Linked DNA regions of Mus musculus: region 2 is linked to region 1. The links are chromatin contacts, called in public promoter capture Hi-C maps. All regions are on one chromosome and are shown on one strand. The core of a region is the stretch at or near the end of the contact, and the rest is flanking DNA. Distances in the headings are between cores, read along the strand shown.

What was found. Promoter capture Hi-C pulls out the DNA fragments that hold promoters and counts their contacts.
Region 2: a contact with region 1 is called in a promoter capture Hi-C map of pre-B cells. The contact joins the promoter of Helb here to the promoter of Tbc1d15 in region 1. A contact is called at or near these places in 1 of 39 promoter capture datasets (pre-B cells) and 1 of 484 Hi-C or Micro-C datasets (Th1 cells).

The regions. Positions count from the first base shown.
Region 1 is chr10:115,249,661-115,254,184 of GRCm38.p6, forward strand. It overlaps Tbc1d15 (TBC1 domain family, member 15), which reads right to left and starts at 1,833. Exons shown (of 17, transcript NM_025706.3): 1 at 1,722-1,833. The coding sequence starts at 1,751.
Region 2 is chr10:120,110,658-120,115,181 of GRCm38.p6, forward strand. Helb (helicase (DNA) B) reads right to left here and starts at 2,308. Exons shown (of 13, transcript NM_080446.2): 1 at 2,028-2,308; 2 at 176-571. The coding sequence starts at 2,205.

The DNA.
Region 1 (4,524 bases), core at 583-3,082:
GAAGGTGTCACTGACAGAGCCTCCTGTAAAACAGCAGGGCAGACACCCACACACAGAAACGCCCCCGAAGACATCTAGGAAACAAACGTTTTCATAAAGGCTTTTCTAGATGAGCCCAGCGCGGTGTCAATCGCCAGTTCCCAACCTAACGCCCGCAACCATTAACCATCTGGGTAATTTTTCGAACAGGACCCCAAGCTCTGAGGACACAGCTGCAGAGCTCCTAGTGACAGTCACCTCAGTCAAATAAGGTGATGAAGCAAAGTCACAAAAGACAAGTTAAGCTTGGGCAGTCAGTCTGTGAACGGTACTAATGACTGTAGAAGGTGGGCAGCCCCTTAGGTCTCAGAACTGCTTTATCGAGGGTTCTTTTCAGAATCCATGCAAACTGGAAAAGAGAAGTGTAGTTTAAGTTGTGAAGATCTCATCTTGGAAAGTACCAGATTGGCCCAGCCCAAAACACCAAGATAAACTTTCTAATTTGTAATGAATCAAGAGATGACTAGCACTCATCTCAAATAAAAAAGACCAAAAATATTTTAAAAGGGCAAGGATATAAGTATACCCTAAAAGGATGCCCAACCAATTTTTCGAAAGAGCAAGACTACGTAACGTATAAGCGCTTCTGTTGCGTCTACCCCTAAGCACTCCAATACAGGATGCCCGGCATCCCTTCCGTTCTGCAGATAAAGACGAAGAACAGAGAAGCCTCAATTATCCAATTTCCCAAGGTCACAATTCAGATCTGCACCGAAGATAAGGCCGGTATTTGTTATTCCACAATCTAAATCTGCACAAACGCTGTCAAGTTCAAAACGAGGAGAAAAGCAGCGAAACATACTACGTGGAACTGAAGGAACAGCGGAAGCTATCTGCAACAAGTAAACAGGTCTTAGTGCTCTGAGTCATTACCAGCCGGTCACTGACGTTTGCGAAATAACTCGCCACTGGGAAACGCAGTCAGGTGCATCGCATGAAGCAGATAACCCTATATTCGCACAAGCTGTCTCTCTGCATATAAACTGCTAATCTAATCTAATCTCCGTACCTAATGGTGGTTCCTAGCCCACTGTGAGGGTGTCACTGACAGAGCCTCCTGTAAAACAGCAGGGCAGACACCCACACACAGAAACGCCCCCGAAGACATCTAGGAAACAAACGTTTTCATAAAGGCTTTTCTAGATGAGCCCAGCGCGGTGTCAATCGCCAGTTCCCAACCTAACGCCCGCAACCATTAACCATCTGGGTAATTTTTCGAACAGGACCCCAAGCTCTGAGGACAGAGTTGCAGAGCTCCTGGTCAGCTCCTCTGCATGGTGACTCGACGCCTTCCCCCAAAGACGACAGAGAGCCAAGCAAGCCAGGGTGGCCAAAGGCTTTTTACAAGAGAAGGTTTTACGGTCGGAAGGGCAGACGTAAAGAACCAGAGTCACAGGGGGAAGGAACGGATTCAGGGGTCCCCGAAAGGATCCGCGCTGCGGGGCAGAGCCGGGGACAAACGCCCAGGCCTGCACCGCCTGGGAGCAGGAACCGTCTAACCCCGCGCTCACCCAGCCAGCACCCCGGAGGGGCAGCTCGCACCCCGCGGAGCCCCTTCGCTGTCACACGCCGGTCTCCTCTGAAGCCGACCTGGCTCGCCTGCCCCTCGGCGGCCGCCCGCCCGCCCGCCAGCCGCAGGCCACCGGTCAGGAGCACCCGCACCAGCCGGTGCCGTTACTCACCTTCCCGCTCACAACACCCGCCGCCGCCATGTTCCCCCGCGCGTGCCTGGTGATGACGTAGCACAACCTCACGTGGCTCTCGGACTCACAACAACATCCGGTCGGGCTAAAATAACATCCGGGCGGGAAAGGGGCGGGGAGGAGCGGGAACAGCAGTTAGGCGCATGCGTGGTGAGGATGCTAAGAGGGTGGAGCCGTCGTGCCGTACTGCGCGTGCGCGTGCTTCCCCCACATTTTAAATAGAAGTCTACGGCTTTTGAAGTTTGCTCGGGCGTGGCACTTTTAACTTGGGGAACGGCTGGCGAGTCTCTTGGGTGTGATGGAAGGAGCACCTTGTTTAGACCCAGAACACGATGCCACAGCTTTCTTGCTTTAAATAAGTCACGGTAAAATTGGAATCGCCTTGAACATCAGCCCTGGAGCTAATACACGCAGAGACTTTTCCCCTTGATATTAGAGGATTCTGAACATGAGTATTGTTGCTGTCACTCACGCATGACCTTGAGCATGGTATTTTTATAGGAACTGTAGTTACTACAAGGCCCTTTATCGCTCCAGAGTTCAGGGTGCCTCCACAGCTTAGTGGTTATGATTTCAATTCCTAAAATTCACCCAAGCATCTGCATGTAAAGGATCATGTATGGCCATACGGATCTCCCCCATGTTTGGAAACAGATCGGTAAACTATTAAGTTCAAAATCTAATTCCTTCTCAGCGCAGCACCCTGAGACTTAGCTCCGGTACACAATAAAATTGACATCTTAGAGCAGTTAGCAATAGTTCTCCACCTACCTAATGCTGCGACCCTTTAATACAGTTTCTCATGTTTTGGTGCGGACCCCACCCCAACCAAAAAGTTGTTTTTGTTACTACTTCATAACTGTAACATTACTGCTATTATGAACCGTAAAGTATCTGTATTTTCCTATAGCCTTAAGAGACCCCTGTAAAAGTGTCGTTTCACCCACACAAGAGTCGTGCCTGCCCGCTGAGTTAGAGCCTTTTCAGGCTGCCTGAGGTAACAGCAGAAAAACGTGATCTGCAGGTTCTGTGAGTATCAGGAATCTAATCGGGGAGGGAGGTGCCTAAGTCTTACAGGAGAATGCATGCTTAGCCCCAGGAGGGACTCTGACCACCAAATATCAGAGATTCCAAGCAAGCCCTAGATCCCAGTGCCCAAGTTCTCACTGCTCGGTAAAGCAACGCATCTGCCAGCCATTAAGGAAGCAAGAGCGCAGTGAGTTGACAGCGAGAGAGCACAGGGGCTTATCAGTAGACCAGACTTCCCCAAGCCAACTGATTGTGGGTAGTAACCGGAGTCTGAATAATCAAAACTAGATTCTTCTGCTATCTCAGAAGGATGGAGTAATGTGGTTAAAGGAGAAACCTCACTATATTGTCAAAACTTAGCAGTGTCAGAATATAATGCTAAGTAATAGCAGTTACTCTACAACTTTTTGTAAATTTTAAAGAACTAATGTCTTAAATATCTAACATAATATAACATGGGCCAAACATGCTAACAGTCCTGAAGACATCTTTTTTAATTTTTGTAAAATTAAAAATAAAACTTATTTCCTAGCTGGGTATGGTGGCCCATACCTTTAATCCTAGTGAAAGACTCCGAGAGGAGCCCCTCGCTCAGGCCTCAGGACAATAGCGGACACCCAAGAACTCACGACAGACCGAGCTTGTTGCAAACCACATGAGGCTTTATTCGGGAAAGCCAGAGCTCTGGGGACGACTCATATCCCACGCAGGGGTAGAGGAGTCGACCTCGAGGGGAAAGAGTTCCCAGTTTTTATAGGCCCTCAGGGGGGGAAGGAGAAGGGGGAGATTAGGGGATTTCCAGATCTAAACAATGTCTATTCTCAAGAAATGGGTATGGAAGGGTACAAGGAAAGAGTCTAATGAAGGTGCAGCAATGGGCACACACCTGGTCAGAACATTGGCAGACACACAGGTTCAAGGAGTGGCCAGAGCATTGTGCACCTCTATTTTTCTAAATCAGTGAAGCTAGTTCTGCTAACACTGACGTCTATCTTGCCAATTTCAGGGCTTCTGTGTCCTTTTACATTCTGCCAGGATCTTTCACCAGCACTTGGGGAGGCAGAGGCAGGCCTCTGTGAGTTTTGAGGCCAGCCTGCTCTACCAGGACAGCCAGAGCTACACAGAGAAACCCTGTCTAAAAAACAACTACAAAAGGCAAACAAACAAATGAAATAAAACAAAAAAACAACCAAAACAAGAACCTTATTTCTTAAATATCTGATAGTGGTTTCCTGTGAATAATCAGCTTGACAGTTGGAGACATCTCCTTGAAAATGTGGCCTCCCAAGTTTATCTTCTACTTGACATTCTTAATCCGGTCTTCAGGTGCCCCTAAGTGCCCACTCTGGGCATTACATTTGATTGTCTTTCCCACCAGCATCTGTAGCACCTTATCCCGGCATCTGACATCATCACTTCCAAATACTTCCCAGGTGTCTCTCCAGTCCACGTCTCTTTCCTAAGCCCTAGCTTCTTTATACTTCCTGCCTGTTGTAACCTTTTACTTAAACAATGTATTCTCTGCTCAAATACTAAACCTTGCTACTCACAGGATGTCTGCAGACCAACAGAGCCAACAGGTACATGGTGGCTTGTTAGAAATGTAGAATATCAGATCTGATTCAGGAACTACCGAACAGAAACCTGAATCTTAGGGCTCAAAATTGATACATATGTTTATAATACTTAGAAAACCAGACTATGAACATTTTCTTTCTTTCTAACTGAAAGTTAAGATTGGTTCTTAGTACGC
Region 2 (4,524 bases), core at 1,058-3,557, 4.9 Mb after region 1:
CAGCCTGGTCTACCATGTCCATGGTCAAAAAGTTTTACCTCATAGAGCATTTCAGAGTTTCTGATTAGAGATGCTCAATTTATCCGTGGAAGGTACAGCAAAATTAACAGTTGAAGCACTCCAGTCCCTGAATGTCTGGCTGACACCAAAACTCACCAATAGAAATAGTACTTACATGATTTTTCCACTCTCATCTCCTCACCCTGCTGCTCCCTTGGTGTAGACAGCTTTTTATCTTTCTTTTCGGTTTCTCTGTAGAAAAGCCTTAATGTTTCCCAAAGATTTTCAAAGTGTAGATTTTCAAAGCTTGACACTTTTTCTACCCATTTTAAAAATTCCTGTATGCGCTCAGAGGCTAAGTTGCATTCTTTAAGAAAAAGCGAACAGATTTGTTTTTGATCTGGTGGCGACATATCAACCTGTAGAAAGTATGCCGGAAAGCCTTGAACTTGATAGCTCCTGGATCGCTGGGGTTTCAGGACCTGGACCTTCACGCGCCACCACGGACCTTTGAGTGGGAAACGTCCGTACACGGTACATTTCTCTTTAGTATACTCATCAGGGATAGACACTAAATGAGAAGGGGAGATAACAGGAAATTTGTTATGATTTCCCTCGACATTTACCTCACTCTGATCCCCTCACACATACACACAGGCAGCACCCATACAGACATCTACCCGCTACCTGGAACACCTCACTCTGACTGACTCTGTCTACAACAGAATGCTGCTCCATCTGGGTGTTGCTGAAGTAGGCACAATTCAAGCCATGAATCTGATTCTTCTAAATCCAGTCTCCCTATTACCGCCGCCTTAGCCAGTATCAGCCTTTATGTAGGTCTTAAAGAATTTTCCATGGTGCCTCCCTCTGCATGAAGTTACTCAGAGGTACATGCTGCTCCTGGCCAGTTCCTACAGTTACCACAGAGCTCAGCTCAGCGGACTTCTTTAGCAAAGCCGTGTCTGCATCTCATGAATGTCACTTCTCCAAGTGCTGTCTGGTACTAAGTACTAAGTTGGGGTTACTTCTCTGATTAAAGAATGTCTGCCTAGGTGCTATAGACATGATGGCTCAGCCAAGAGCACTGGCTGCTCTGCCAGAGGTCCTGAATTCAATTCCCAGCAACCACATGGTGGTTCGCAATCATCTATAATGGGATCTGATGCCCTCTTCTGGTATGCAGGTATAGATGCAGATAGAGCACTCATGTACACAAAATAAATAAATCTCAAAAAAAAAAAAAAACCAAAATGGCTGCTTAATTCACAAGTAGTATTTCCACTGAGACAGCAACTTCGCCATTTTCTCTCCCTGGCCTGTCCCAGTAGCAAATGCTTGGCCAGGATAGCCAGTTACACTTCCATCAACATGTAATCCTTTCTATTTAATTTCAAACACAGCCAAAGTTGTGTTTAAATTGCCAATGGTCAGTTGCCACACATGGTCCTGGTCAGCAGCTATTACTGTACTAGACCATGAAAATACAATGTGTGTGTGTGTGTGTGTGTGTATGAACATGTATGTGTGAATGTGTGGGCATGTATATGTATGTGTAAGTGTATGTGTGTAAATGTGTATGAGTGTGTTTATGTATGTGTGTATGTATATGTGTAAATCTGTGTGTATGTGAGTGTGTGTGTGTGTGTGTGTGTGGCCGTGTGTTTCCGCGCGCTTGCTCTTTTTCTCAAAGTTGCTTAACAGCAACTCCGTCTCTTATTCAGCCAGCGTGGTACAATAATTAAAGGATTCTGTTTCTGGGTGGGAATGAGGGTGCATCTATTTCCTCGACTGTAAAACTACCCCCAACTGTTAACTTTAAGCGAGACGATATATGAAAAAACCAAGCTTAACACAGTATGTGCTCTGAGTCATTACGACTATTACTACCACATCTAAGTACGGTGAAGCAGCCAGTCACACCACAGGTCTGTCTGTCAACAGTCAAGGACGCTGGGTGCCGGGCAGTGAGAATCGAAAATACTTCTTTGACCCCTGCCAACCCGGCCCGGCTGGCGCTGGCTCACCTCGCGCGCGCCCAGGGAGGCTGCCCGCCTTGATGCCCCCGCTGCAGAGTTCCTCGGCATCCACAAACTCCTCCTCCTGCTCCCCCTCCTCCTCCTGCGCACAATCCTCCTCCTCGTCGTCGCTCTTGTACGGGTGCAGAGGGCCCAGGAGCTCGCGCAGACGATCCTGCCTAGCCATTATCTCTTCGGCGAACTTGGCTCAAAACAACTCTACAAAACCTGGCGCGCGGTGTCCAAAACTGCAACCAATCAACTCGACCCGGGTAAGCCGGTCAGCTTCCGGGAACATCCAGGAGGCGGGCGGTATGGGGGCGTGGTCTGAGCGATGCTCCGCCCCAAAGGAGGAGACTGGTGACAGGCGGGACCAGCAGGCTGGGAGGTACCACGGCGGGCTGGCTGCTGACAGTTTCAGAACTGCTCTTTTTAGAGGTGCTGGGCGTTTCCTGCGGAGAAGGAGACGTGGTGAAAGGTCACGACTCTTGGGCGCAGAGAACCCCGGGAAAGCAGGGCATCCTCTGCCCGCTCTCTTAAAAAGAACACAGCAGAGGCCTCTAAAGACCTTGGGGCACTACCCAAAAGAGTGAATCTCCAATCCGGAGAGCGTGGTGGCGACGGCTAGGTGCCTCCTTACACGTAAAAGCGCCGCGGAGAAGTTGAATTTACATCATGTAGGGAGGGCATTTATCCAAGTAGATAACTAGGTCCCTTTGTATATATCCTCTGCATTGGGAGTTAAAGTTGTGATGTACTTTCTCATTTTTAATGCATGACCTGGGTTGTCCATTTTTATGCTTTTCCCGCTTTGGAAACCACTGGCTTTCTTTCCCGTTTATATACTACTCTCCTCGACTTCTTTTTGTTTTGTTTTGTTTTGTTTTGTTTTGTTTTGTTTTGTTTTGTTGTTTTTTCGAGATAGGGTTTCTCTGTGTAGCCCTGGCTGACCTGGAACACACTCTAGGTCCACCGCCCTAGTTCCTGTTTTCAGTAAAGCAAAAGGTGGGGACTTGTAGCCCAGAGAATATGCAGACTTGAGATAGAAAAAAAAAGAACAGCCGGGCTTGGTGGCGCATGCCTTTAATCCCAGCACTAGGGAGGCAGAGGCAGGCAGATTTCTGAGTTCGAGGCCAGCCTGGTCTACAAAGTGAGTTCCAGGACAGCCAGGGCTATACAGAGAAACCCTGTCTCGAAAGAAAAAAAGAAGAAAAGAAAAAAAAAAGAACAAAAGCTGAATACTGCGGCCGCGGTTCTCTAGATGGATAGTGTTTAAAAGTCGCGGTGCCCTTTAAGGGGCGCTATAAAATACTATTTTACTTTAAGGTTATTGTTTATTATGTAATTATCCTAACGTTAATCCTAAAAACTATGTTTTTATTAAACCCCAAAGCTGTGTTGCTGGTTTCTAATAAAGGCATTTGTCATACCCAAATGTCACGTGCATAGGATCAACCATAACGAATACGCACAGGCATCTTTCTTTTAGATTCCTTTTTTTTTCATGTGCGTGAGGTTTTTTTTTTTTTTTTTTTTTTTTGCTAGCATATGTGTCTGTGCACTCTGCATACCCAAAGCAAAACTTCCAGGCTGTATACTTAGTTGTCACGTGGGTGCTGGGAATGGACCTATCTCTGGAAGAGCAGTTAGAGCCATCTCTCTATCCCTCTCTATAGCATTTTCCCTAGTATCTGAGGAGGTCAGAAATCACCCCCCCCACAGATGTAGAGGGACTGTGGTATAATGTGTTTTGAGAAAAACTGAACTAATCTTCCCCTAAGGTATATTGGTAAATATTCCTGGGAGGAAAACTTTGTTTCCAAGGCTCTGCTACACAGTTTGAATTACTACCAGTAACCAACTGGAGACAATTGTCTTACTTAGTTGCCTATTTAACATATCAATGCTACCTGGCTGCCAGGTTCTCCCTGCATCCCTTAGCCCCAGCCAGTTACAGGATAAGGCTAGCACACCCCTCCCCTTGTCTTGAACGTCTCCAGCCCATGAGCTTTGCTTCCCTTCCCTGTATAATTCCGCCTTTTGTTTACCCTGTGCTCTCCATTGGCCACTTGGCCTGGGCCACCTTGGTGGGCCGCTCCTCTCTTGCTCGTTCTTCTCCCCCCACCACCGGCCTCTCAAGGTCCCGTTTAGTCTGCAGGCCATGTTCAGCCTGTACTCTTGTTCTGCCAGCTTCCCCGTATATCTACAATACAAATCTCCTCCTCACTTTAGGAGTAGCCACCTCCTTCTCCTTTTGCTTCTTATTCATTCACTTCCTTCACACGTGGTTATTGTTACAATACAGGCGCCAGCAGAGGATACCTTTTAGCCTGTGTTTTACCTGAACTCTCAGCAATATTTGGCACGGATAGCTATGGTATCCTAAAGTGTTTGGAGGCCTTGACCTCTGCTTCTTCGCATCTCTCTCAAGTTTCTGTCCTGCCTGTCTGGCCATTTATATTCTGATCCATCTTAAGCCTCTCTGCTGGCCTCCTTATTGGTGTCC